Linked DNA regions of Zea mays: region 2 is linked to region 1. The links are chromatin contacts, called in public Hi-C maps. All regions are on one chromosome and are shown on one strand. The core of a region is the stretch at or near the end of the contact, and the rest is flanking DNA. Distances in the headings are between cores, read along the strand shown. Region 1 has its middle 150 kb from the start of LOC541961. Region 2 holds the start of LOC103630931 (endoglucanase 14).

Region 1 (5,992 bases), core at 1,586-4,085:
CGGACAATCTTTTGTGTTTGCCATTCTTTTAGCCACCACTTGCTGATTTATCTATTCCCTCGAGTAGGTTCTTGCTCTTTCCATATCTGCTGCAGTGCCCTCTTTTCTTTGCTTGATCCTAGTGTTTATCCCCTTGCTACTTTGGGCAAGAATTGCATGTCCAAGTACTTAATTGAACTAGTGGAGGTATTAAAACCATATACTTAGACTAATGATTGTATCATTTGTTAGACATAGCTAGCATGATAAGCCTGTCAAGGTCAAATATATATATACTCTTGAAGAGGATTTAAACAAACACTACCTGAGACAATGTGCCTCCATTGTACTCAAGTACAAAATGAACCATCTGATGGTTCCACTTCCACTTACAATATTCTGTTCCCCCCTTTTCCATGTTCTGTTGTTCTTTCAAATGTTGTCCACTAACAAACGTTCAAACGAATAGCCAATTTTAGCCTGTGTGCAAAATAGTCCTGAAAAAAAATTGTAAAGCATTTCACCATTTTTTTAGATAATGGAAACAAAATGTTCCAACCTTCTGTAGTGTTCTGCATACGGCCTTACAGATCTAAAAATAACAGAACACCATTAAGAAGCAAAAGAAAACATCCTAAAAAAGGAACTCATCAACGAATCAAGTGCCCTGATCTCCATCCATTTCTTGCAAAAATCTCCATGGCCACCACCTCTAAGGATTGACATACGGCAACCATGGCAGTTGTAAAAATTGTTGGCCAGATCAAACCGCAGTACCATGGCAGTTGTAAAGCATGGTTTTTTAGACCAAAAGCGAAGGCTGTCACCACCATCAGACAGGCCATCATGCCTATTCCAGATGCAGTCATTAGCCTCTTTCAAGGTAACGTTATAGGCGACGCTTAACATAACCTAACACTATAGCTATGCTTTGCTTACTGTAAACAAGTGTGCTGATCTCATTGCCATTCTGACATCATAGTTAATGGTTTATTAATAGCAGTAGCTCTATTCATCTCTGTCAGTAGTTTACGGCGTGTACACGTCCCTAGGCTTTCTTGGAACTTTAAGATGAGCATTACAAAACTGCTCTTGTCAATGGCTGGATGATGAGCATCATGGTGGAGATTTCAAAGTGAGAGCTTTTGTTTGTCTTAAGCTCCTGACCCCTGCCTTTCCCAACATTGGCGGGAACTTTAAAAAGGTGGTCATAGTTCAAGCTCCATCCTCTGAAAGGAAGAGGGAATCTTCCAAGTTCCGAAAAATCATCAGGCTTCGCTAATACTATACAGGATGACAAGACTCATCCACAGCAATCTGGCGAGAAACTCGCTGCTTTCTCCGAGAGTTCAGAAGCCTTATCCTCTTTTTTTTTTTCCCCTTTATCCTAGGAGAAACCTTGTTTCGTGCCAGTCGCCGGTTGCAACGATCAGATGATCATGAGACATGACTTGAATAAACCTGAGAAAGAGATGGAGTTTTCATCTGCATCAATCCAAGGCCAGAAAGGTGAGGTTGATTTGAGGTGATATTGTTGAGTGACATGGCCGATTGGTTGCCAAGAGAGGTCTGCATTCGTAGGAGATCTTGATCCAGCCAAGAATTGCCAGTTCCACTGAAGCAAAGGATTAGATCACTGGAGCAGAGCAGGTGACGGGGATTGGGCACCAATCAGGTCTTTGCATTGGGGAACGGATTGATAAGCTCCCCTGTTCACCGCCCTCATAGTAAATACCTATGTTCATCTGCTGCAGGGCTTCTATTCGATCCTGATGTCTTTGATGCTGTCTATTTGCTCAACAGTCTCATGGAGAGGGAGTTTGCGAAGGCTCATTGTGATTTGACCAAACTTTCATTTATCAAGTGCACCGTTTCATTTATCAAGGACCCAATCTTTTTCTAATTTTGACCAAATATATATAGAAAAGTATTGAACTTTACAATTCGTAATAAGTACCATTAGATGGATATAGAATATACTTTCGTAATAAACGTACCAAACAGCATGGCTCTGCCCACAATGTTACGTGCGCATATGGCCACACCCATTGTTAAAAGCTACAGCTGTGAATCCGCTATCGAGATGAGCAGAACACAGGTGTGACGTCGGGGTTCTTAGGCCCTCATCTTGTAGACTTGACAGTGGATGTCATTGTCTTGAAGATATGTCTCATAAAAAAAGTGGGGACGACTATGGCCAATAATGCATTATTGACTTATGTCTTTCCTTACCCTCTCGAGATAAGTTTTTTTGTTCATCTTTTTTTTTAAAAAAACTATGTTTATATATTTTATAAAACAACTAGTAGACCTATGGAGTAGACAGCTAGTCCTCTACTACATATTATATATTATTTCAGAAGAAATAAGACATTATTATCTATCTAGAGAAACAAGGCTACTCAAAAGAACAGTCCAGAATAAGATGAAATAATGGCATTATCTGTCTAGAGAAACAAGGCTGCCATAGTAGACCATAAGGAATCATCTGCCACGAGACCTTCATTGCACTCGGTTGGTGGTGATTGTGGAAGCGGAGGAATGGAGTAATCTTGAGTACTGATTTGGTGACCACGGAATTAGAGGAGGTCCATGGGAGGAATCCCCTGAATAGCGACAGGTTTACTTCCCCATGAATCCCTTTATTTCCCTGATCACAGGGAGGAGAAAACTGAACTGCTGAAGTGAACAACTCCAGTGATAAATTTTTTTGATGCTAAAGTAGGAGGGCAGTTAGGTTCCAAGGAGGCAGTTTGTGGTCCTGGTGAGAAACCGTTTGTGGTCCTAGCTCACCCACAGATGATCCCCAGGGCATCCACCTCTTTCTCTTTTCTCTTTGGATGCCATCAATCATCCAGACGACCAGACTTGCCACATCTGGATCCTTTTGTTGGCTCTGGGTCTAATGGTCTATCGTAGGCAGCTCGCTGGCCAACCACAAGTCCACCAGATTATTTTAAATCCGATCCCTCCTTGGCATCCGGATCCAGGACAGCACGGCTTTTGCATGCGCGGTGGTATTTGTGAACACTTGCTTAGCATGTGCGGTTGCTACGGAAACGGTGGAACGGTGGCCCTGAACGATTCTAGTCCGAATTGTTTGCCTAATTAATATAAGCATTGATGAATTGAAATGAATCCTGTTGAATTACGGAACAACCGAACAGGCTCTTATGCTCCGCACGGGCCACAACACCTTCAGCAATCCCACCTAACTCACACACAAAAAAATTAGAACTTCCTTTGTTTCAAATTAATATTCGTTTTAGCTCTTTCGTCTCTTAATTTTATGTTTATATTCAAATAAATGATAATGAGTCTAAATACATATAAAACACATACATCAAAAATTTATGAATCTATTAACACCATAAAACGGATTTTAATTTAGGACAAAGGAAGTACATATTAGAGCAAGTTTAATAATGCAGCCGACCGTTGGCTGTAAGGATCCTTACAGCATGCTATTTAGCTCACCTGAATATTAGTTAGCTTTTCACTATTAATGCAGGATCCATGTGTCTCTCTCACAAAGCTTCTTGATTTTTTTGTCCAAGCCGAGTGTAAGTTTACAGCTCGCTTCTCCTCACTCTTTTTCTCTCCTCTCTATCTCAACATTTAGTTAACTTATAATATCTTATTTATTATACTTGCTCTTAGCAATCAATAGAAAAGATATTACTACCCTTTATACGCTCTTTGACTTTTAACTGCAATAAGTTTTTAGTATTTTCAATAATATAAATATACTAACTATTATTGTATTCACTGCATCAATAATTGGAGCATTATGTCTAATAGAAATAAATGGGTGTACGTGGACAGTTAGAAACATCAAGAAAATAAATGTGTTCGATGTAGGTACAATGGCAGCAATGGGCTAGGTGGGTCTCTTGAGCCTTCCTACTGCTCTAGCTACTGCTCTAGGTCCATAGAGCCACCTAAAATCTTCTATAAAATCACGTCATATATTTCTCATTATGTATTTTATAATTTTTATTGTTTATCGATATTCTTATATAAGATCACTTTAAACTATTATATTTGTCTATTGTAAATGGTTCAATAACATTATGTCACTGTATAATTTAATCTCTTCTAAAAAAAATTCTGCCTCCATCTCTGATTCGATGGACGATGAGAACCTAGAAGCTGATTTATTTGGAAATAATATTTATACTAAAAATCTATTTTTCAGAGACGGTGGGAGAGAGGAGTATTATATTATACTTTAAAAAAAAGAAATGCAGTAACACGATTTGCATACGGAACGATCCAATAAAAAATTGCGTCGAGCAATAAAGGAAAAGGAAAGCAAGGGCTTCTAACAAATAAAGCCACCAGTAGAGATTCTTGAGTTTCACCCTTTCCTTTAATTCTCCATCAGTCGTTCTAGTGGGGAGTAAAAGTGATTCTTGTGATGATTAAATAAAAAGAGATGGAGAACGGTGGTGTTTTAGCTTCAAGTTTGTAGTGCAAGAACATGTACAACCCTAAACCCTTAAATCAGTTTTTAATACAAGAGACAACTAAGATACTACATGATACAAGTTTTTAACCCTCTAGATCATAAACATAGTTAAGATATAATATATAGAGAAAGTCGTGTAAAGGTGGACGCTTTGTCAAGAACCCTTATAATTTTTCAGTTAACTACCTAAAATATTAGTTAGGTTTGTACATACCCTAAATAGTCGACAACTAACCACTAAATTATACATAAATAGTATAATGCATGTTCATTGCGACCACACACAATTATATTTAATAAGCATAAAATATAAAATAAATTTAATATCAGAGTGAACATATAGTCCGCATATCAGATAAACTGATAAGAACAAATATTACATCTTATTTTATCCAAAAGTCTGAGAAAGATATGTGTTGAAAAGTAGCTCGAACTTTTTTTTATAGGCCACTCGGTCGCTCGTTCTTCTTTATCTAGCGAGGCTACGTTGCGTGTGGCTTCGTGCCATGTTGAGCTTACGTGTATTTCAAGGCCTATTTGTGGTATAACAGTTTATTGTTAAGCGAGAAGCCGGGGAGCACATCTACGCGCTTGGCACTTGACACACGACACATGAAATTGGCACTTTAATATGCACTACCTGAATCCGGGCCTTACTGAGTGCTTTTTATCAGGCACTCGGCAAAAAAGCCTTTGCCGAGTGTCGCACTCGGCAAAGTCCTGCCCTTGGTAACGAGCTCGTTTACCGAGTGTAGGACTCTCGGCACAGAAATACACTCGGCAAAGAAGTCTTTGCTGAGTGTCGAACACTCGGCGAAGGCGGCGCTCGGCAAAGGGCCGTCAACGGCCGTCTAGAGCTGACGGCCATTAACCTTTGCCGAGGGCCGAGCGTTGGCACTCGACAAAGAAGATTCTTTGTCGAGTGTCAACCAGCTGATACTCGACAAAGCCTTCTTTACCGAGTGCCTTTTTTGGGCACTCGGTAAAGCATATTTTTATTTTTTATTTTACCACCCAAACTTTTTGTGATATGTTCCTACACTATGTAGACCTACATGTATCATTTTGGGATAATTATAATAGTGTTTTCTATAGCTAGTAGATTTAGTTCGTTTATTTGAATTTCTTTGGAAAATTCAGATTTGAACCATGCATGCAAAAATGATACCCATGCTATTTAGCACAAGTTACGACCGATTTCAGGAGCGGACCAGAAACTTCGAACAAAATGATCACTAAACATGGCCGTGAACTTGCCAACCAGTTGTTTAAAATTTGTATAAAACACAAACAAAGTCAGAAAATCATGAAACTTGTCCACATGTCATGATATCATATATAGAGGCTGTGATAAAATTTTGAGAAAGTTTCGAGAAAGTTGTGATGCACTATGTGTAGAAACCTAAGAGAACGACATTGAAACTCTATGATTTCATGTGTGGATCTCTTAGGTTTCTACACATAGTGCGTCACACATTTATCGAAACTTTCTCAAATTTTTATCGCAGCCTCTATATATGATATCATGACATGTAGACAAGT
Region 2 (6,601 bases), core at 2,665-5,164, 280 kb after region 1:
ACCAATATAGAGATCATATTATATCCATTTGCATTGTCTCACTAGTTATTTAACCTTTTGTTGAAACTTTGTTCACTGATCATTATACACAATTCAAGTATGTTCATCATACTAAATTTCCTGTTCAACACTTAGCAAACTTGTTAGACCTTTAAATGTGTTGTTATCCAAATCACCAAAACTCACAAAAGGAATGAATGCACTTTCAAAACTTTAGCATCATTGATCTAAACAAGCAACATGTTGATTTGTTACGATTAAGATGACCAGAAGATACACTTCCCACGAAAATGCAACATGTATCCTCTCTTGCACCGTGGAGATCCTAGACAAGTTTTAGCATCTACCACTTCTCCCACCACCATTTACTTTTTTGTGTGTGATTTTTAGGCTGCAACTTTTTAATTCCTGTCTCAACTCTCAATTATGCCTATTTTTTCTTTGTATTTTAGCCTTTCTTTAAAAAAACACAGTTAACCCATGAACGACTTAACAGTGTTTTTAGACCCTTTTGCTCGGCGCCATAGCACATGGTGCCGAGGTTACACTGCTCAGCGCCACAGACTATGTCAGATTGACATGAATAGCAACAACCACATTTTGCTAGCGTGTCCACGGTACAAATATTGTATAATTTTTTTAAAAAAATAAAAAATGTATAAAAGTCAAATATCTCAAGTGAAATGTATAGAAGGAGCTCAATAGAGAGAATGATTGAAGAGGGAATGAAATAGGGAGAAGGGAGAGGTATTTAAATATGAATATAAAGTACAAATATGGGGATTTAGAAGGGGTGGTTGTTGGTGTTAATAAGCCTTATATTGTGTCTAACGGGTTATCTATATGATCACCTAAAACACAGTTTTACATTGTAGATTGCATTATTCGTAGAGTGAAATTTAAAATAAAAGATAAATATAGGAGATAGAATGAGTAAGCTGTTGTTGAAGATAGTTTTTTTAAAGCAATACAAGTGTGTGACAAGAAGCTTCGGCCTTAGGGCACCGTCATCCATGGCCCTTAAAGTTGCTCCGTTTTATTAAGTTGGTAAATTCATTTATCCCACTTGCATATTTTATGACCTGTTTGACCAACTTTCCGGCCGGCCGCCATCGTGCGCTCTCTCTAGCCCGTGTTTTTTTTTTATTTTTATTTTTATTTTTGGAAACGCACCTGAACATTACCTAAAACATGTCCAAACAGTACCCAAGCAGGTAGCGTTACATCATCGCTGACGAAAGCCATGGGCAGGCAGTAGTTAGCGGGAGATCATTGGAATGGTCATTTTCTTGGTCCAGGAGCTTATCGTCGTCTGCGCGCGTGTGCAACTTGTTCTAGTGGGGTAAATGTTTTTGTACAATGAGAGTTGTTACGGAATTTTAAAGTTTTCGTTTTGGATCTATCGTTGGACGGACGGACCTACCGAGCAAGCGAGGGCATATACATACCATCATCACTAGGGTTTTATTCTCCCTTTTTTAGACCCTATTTCTTTTTTTACTATAACATATCCATATTAATCCGGTGGGTAAACAAACACCTAGGTTATAAGTTCAGATTATATAATCTAGAACTAAAATTATGATAATCTCATCATCTCCTCAAGAATAGCTTATTTGAGATTATACACATGATTATGTTCATAAAACATTCCTAATTTTGATTTTTTTACTATTCCTAAATTTTTTCCAAAGCATTCCTAATTTTGGCTAGACTGGGTATTCAGTTTATTAGGGTAATTCGTCTGTTCGGGTTTTGTGAAATTTTGGGTTCTGTAAAATGAGAACTGAAAATTTTTAAAATATTTTTAGGAACCGAACCCGAATAGACCTACAGTTTCGGTTCGATCTATTTTGTATATCGAATAGACCCAAATAGTCGAGAGAGTAGTATCTTTTATTAAAATATATACAATGAACAATTAATTAGAAGTACTATTATGAGAATAAGTGACTATAAAAAATAACGTAAAGAGATATTGTCATCATAATGTTTAGCTAATAAGTTCTTAAATCACATAATAATATCATCACATATTAAGAGTTTTTTTTATATTTCGGGTTACCTGGTCTATTCAGGTTTTAAAGGTTAGGAACCGAATCCGAACATATACTCCGAAATACAACATATATAGGAATAAAACTCGAATAAAACGACAATTCAGACTATTCGGGTTCGAGTTTCAGTTTTAAAATGTTCACCTCTAATTTTGATCACAGTTCTAGAATAAATGCACTACGAAGATATATTTGTTGGTATACCTACAGTCTCTTTTTTTTTCTTAAACTCGCATATTCCACATTTGCAACACCATATACAATTTAAAATAAACTTGTAATACTAATGCCTACTACATTACCAAATATTTCCACGTTGCTTTGGACCAATCCGATGGACTTTATTACGTGCAATATCCACTTATATTTCACATGCTCTTTACTTTAGCGTTGTCCAGTTTTTTTTTGCCTAATTTAAATTGCTTTGATCTTGGACAAATTTGCATTCATACAAATATATATTAAGTTGTACAAGTTCTAACAAATACTTATTAAGGCATATTTAGTAATGCGATGGTTTTAATAGAACTAATTTAATGATGTAGATGTTGATGTATTTTTTTTCTATTAAGGCATATTTAGTAAAAAATGAATGAAGCTTGATTCAGATAAAACTGAGGTCAACTATAATTTAGGTCCTGTTTGAGAGAGCTCCACTTCAAGAATTTCAAGCCTATTTCAGCTTCTTCTATCCAAACAGGTCTAGCTGCACGAGCTCTAGCTTCAAAAAAATTGAAACTATAGGCCAATTTCATGAAATTTTTGAAGCTCCTCAAAGGGTGCTTCAAAAACATTGTTTTCATGCATTCTCTTGAAGTTACACAAAAATTACCCACTATGCCATTGGTTGCATGACATATTGATTCAAATCTCTTTCTTCACCCGTAAATCATCAAGGGTAATTAAGAAAACTCACACAAATTAATTGTATTATAGAAGCTGGAGTATATGTGTGAAGCCAAACACTTTTGAACTCCGCTTAATTAATATGTTGAAGTTGTTTCGTAGTGAAGATGGAAAACTAAAGCTGCAATTTTTGAATTCTTGAAGCGAAGCCCTCCTAAACAGGGTCTTGATACCCAAAGAATACTATATAGATAGATGCATCGACCGTTCCGTGGGGAGATGGCTACATTAATTACTGTATAGTAGGAGCTATTCAAGGGACACGAAAGGAGGGGGGAAATAGCGAGAGAATGGGCTAAGCCACAAGTAATCAACTCACTGGTGGCCCATCAGGGCCCAAACTCCAGCCTACTAAAACACACTGCCAAGTTTGGATGGGTGTAATGTAATGCCGCAGTGATTAACCACTGCGTCAGTAGTCGATTATATTACATATATATACATTCTCTCGTGTCCATCAAATTTAAATTAAAATACAAAAAACGAATAAGGAAAAAAAAGCAATCGCATCCTTAAATTGCTACTTACTTGAAATCTCCGATTTGTCTATCGCAGAGTTTAAAAGGATATCCTTTACTCTATCAATGTAAAGTCACCCTGCCTCCAAACAGATTCACCATGCAGCTGCTCAAAGTAACTGCACCCGATATGGACGCCACGAAATCCTCCGATTCTAAACACAGTATATTTCATGCTGGATTTAATTCAAAGATCCAATCCGTGTGTTAATTCTTTCTATTCTTCTGATGAGGCCATTTCTACTCACTCTGCCTATAAATACTTACCCACCACAGCAAATAGCAAAGAACGAAGAAATCGATCCAAATTCCAATTCACTCCCCCACTACGCATTGCTACTGTTAGTAGGAGATTTTTTTTTTGTTTGGAAGGGAGAGAGCTCGTGCAGAACACTCAGAGAGCGAGACAGAGCGATCGCGACTCGCGAGAGAGATGACGCGGCTTGTTGTTGCAGTCAGTGGGCTGGTGGCGCTCTTCTGCGTACTGGGCCACTGCCAGGCCCAGCAGCAGCCCAACTACCGAGCCGCGCTCACCAACTCGCTGCTCTACTTCGAGGGACAGCGCTCCGGCAGGTTGCCGCCGGACCCGAATTTTTTATATTTTAGCCCTTTTTTGGAAAAAAATTCACGTTTGTACCTTAAAAAATTTTAATATCGTTTTTGGACCCTTTGCTCGGCGTCATAGCCAATGGCGCCGAGGTAACACAGCTCGGCGCCATAGGCTATGGCGCCGAGGTGCGTGTTACGCTGGCACAAACGGACGTCGTGGCACCGACGTGGCACCGACACGGAACCGAGCTCGGCGCCATAGATCTTGGCGCCGAGCTCTGTTATGTACACAAAACTTGTCTAGCTCAGTTGGTAGAGCTCAAGGCTTTTAACCTTGTGGTTGTGGGTTCAAGCCCCATGATAGGCATGTTTTCTTACTTTTTTTTGTCTTTGACACTGATTTTTTTGTTGTCTAGATTTTTCGTTTATGTCGCTGATTTGTCCGTCTAGATTTATTTCTTATCCAGATTTTTTGTTTTTGTGACTGATTTATTTATCCATCCATATTTTTTTCGTTTATTAAGGAAACGTACTTAAATTGGTTAGCGGCCACCGGTTTAGCTATGGTGCGTCGTGGTTTTTTTCGTTTATGCCGCTGATTTGTCCGTCCAAATTTATTTCTCATCTTGATTTGTTTTTGCTTTTGCGACTGATTTGTTTATTACATTTTGTTTAATAGTACTGAATAATCTGTCTGGCCCTTGGTGCATTGTAAACCCCACATGCTTAAGCTTGATTCTGTCCTCTCGCTAATTACAAGTGATTTTAAACATTAAATAATATACTAAAAACTGAAGTACACCATTTAAAATGTTAAAAATATTTATATCATAAACAAATAATTGTGTTAATCTTACATTAGTAGTGATGTACAATGATAAATTTTAATTAATATTAAAAAGTATAATTTCGAATACATTAGATTATTGAAGTTTTAGAGTCCAAAATATAAATATACTTAATAAACAAAAAGATTATAATTAGAGTCCAAAATATAAATATACAAGGTATAAATAAACAGTGACTTGATGATTTTATAAAGTACTTTGTACTTCCATAGGGTGGGTTACTTATGTGTTATGTGCATGGTACTTGCGTCACACAGTTTGAATAAACAAAAACAAAAAATATCTAGATGAATAAATAAATCGGTCACAAAAACAAAAAAAAACTAGATGAAAAATAAATCTGGACGGACAAATCAGCGACATAAACGAAAAATATAGACAACAAAAAAACAAATTAGTGATAAAAAAATACGTTGACGATGGAGCTTTGAACCCACAACCTAAAAGTAAAAAGTCTTGCACTCTACCGACTGAGCTAGACATACTTTGCTGTTACATATTCGAGCTCGGCGCCATAGATCTTGGCGCCGAGCTCGGTACCACGTTGGCGCCACGTCGTTCAGGTTGGGCCAGCGTAGCACGCACCTCGGCGCCATAGCCTATGGCGCCGAGCTGTGTTACCTCAGCGCCATTGACTATGGCGCCGAGCAAAGGGTCCAAAAATGACATTAAAATTTTTTAAGGTCCAAACGTGAATTTTTTTTCGAGAAAGGACTAAAATATAAAAAATTCGGCCGCCGGACCAGCGCGTCCAGTGGCGCGGCGACTCCGCGCTCGCCGACGGCCGCGACCACGGCGTAAGCGGTTGCAAGCACGCATTTCCTTCCAGCAGCTGACGCGCGCCTCACACGCGTGCCTGACGACGCGACGCAGGTGGACCTGACCGGCGGGTACTACGACTCCGGCGACAACGTCAAGTTCGGCCTGCCCATGGCGTTCACCGTGACGATGCTGGCGTGGAGCGTGGTGGAGCACGAGGCCCCGCTCGCGGCGGCCGGGGAGCTCCGGAACGCGCTGGCCGCCGTGCGCTGGGGCGCCGACTACCTGGCCCGGGCGCACGCGGCCGCCGAGACGCTGTACGTGCAGGTCGGCGACGGCGACTCCGACCACTCGTGCTGGCAGCGGCCTGAGGACATGGACACTCCCCGCACCGCCTACAGCGTCGACGCCTCCCGCCCCGGGTCCGACGTCGCCGCCGAGACGGCTGCCGCGCTGGCCGCCGCCTCCGTCGCGTTCCGCCAGCTCGACGCTGCCTACAGCGCCATGCTCCTCGGCCACGCCGAGCAGGTAAAAAAACCTACGGCACGCGTTTAGTTTACCATGACAGTGTGTGCATTTACCATCATTAGTTATTATTATATCTGGATCTGATGATTTGTGGCTGCAGCTGTTCAGTTTCGCCAAGAACCACCGCGGCCTCTACCAGAACAGCGTGCCAGGCGCTGCAAAATTCTATGCCAGCAGCGGCGATGAGGTACTACCGATGGAGAACTGTGATCCAAACATTGTTTCTAGAAAAAAAATGTTCATGTCATGCACTGGAATAACGCAATATCCTTGTTGCGAACTTGGGATGCGATCAATGGGAACAGGACGAGATGCTCTGGGCTGCAGTCTGGCTCTTCATCGCCACCGGTGGTGAGGACTACAAGGCCTTCATCGCCGGCGACGGCAACGTCGGCGGAGCGCAGACCTTCTTCTCATGGGACAACAAGTTCGTCGG

The links. Hi-C and Micro-C count contacts between places; a contact is called where the count stands out from the background.
Region 2: a contact with region 1 is called in a Hi-C map of tassel, with 3 times the contacts expected there. The contact joins the promoter of LOC103630931 here to the enhancer-like site in region 1. A contact is called at or near these places in 2 of 25 Hi-C or Micro-C datasets (bundle sheath and tassel) and 1 of 3 datasets of contacts at active chromatin or transcription factors (leaf).

Annotation. Positions count from the first base shown.
Region 1 is chr6:31,772,361-31,778,352 of Zm-B73-REFERENCE-NAM-5.0, forward strand. No RefSeq gene overlaps it. Among protein-coding and RNA genes, the nearest start is that of LOC541961, 150 kb to the right of the region's middle. Within about 2 kb of position 2,836, at least 14 of the 20 cell types and tissues checked have an H3K27ac peak or open chromatin away from gene starts, as enhancers often do. A contact at or near this core is called in bundle sheath, leaf and tassel, where this site is marked.
Region 2 is chr6:32,054,526-32,061,126 of Zm-B73-REFERENCE-NAM-5.0, forward strand. LOC103630931 (endoglucanase 14) reads left to right here and starts at 3,915. Exons shown (of 6, transcript XM_020539884.1): 1 at 3,915-4,057; 2 at 5,612-5,675; 3 at 5,752-6,165; 4 at 6,266-6,352; 5 at 6,471-6,601. The coding sequence starts at 3,915. It overlaps TRNAK-UUU (transfer RNA lysine (anticodon UUU)), which reads left to right and starts at 4,325; the gene lies at 4,325-4,397.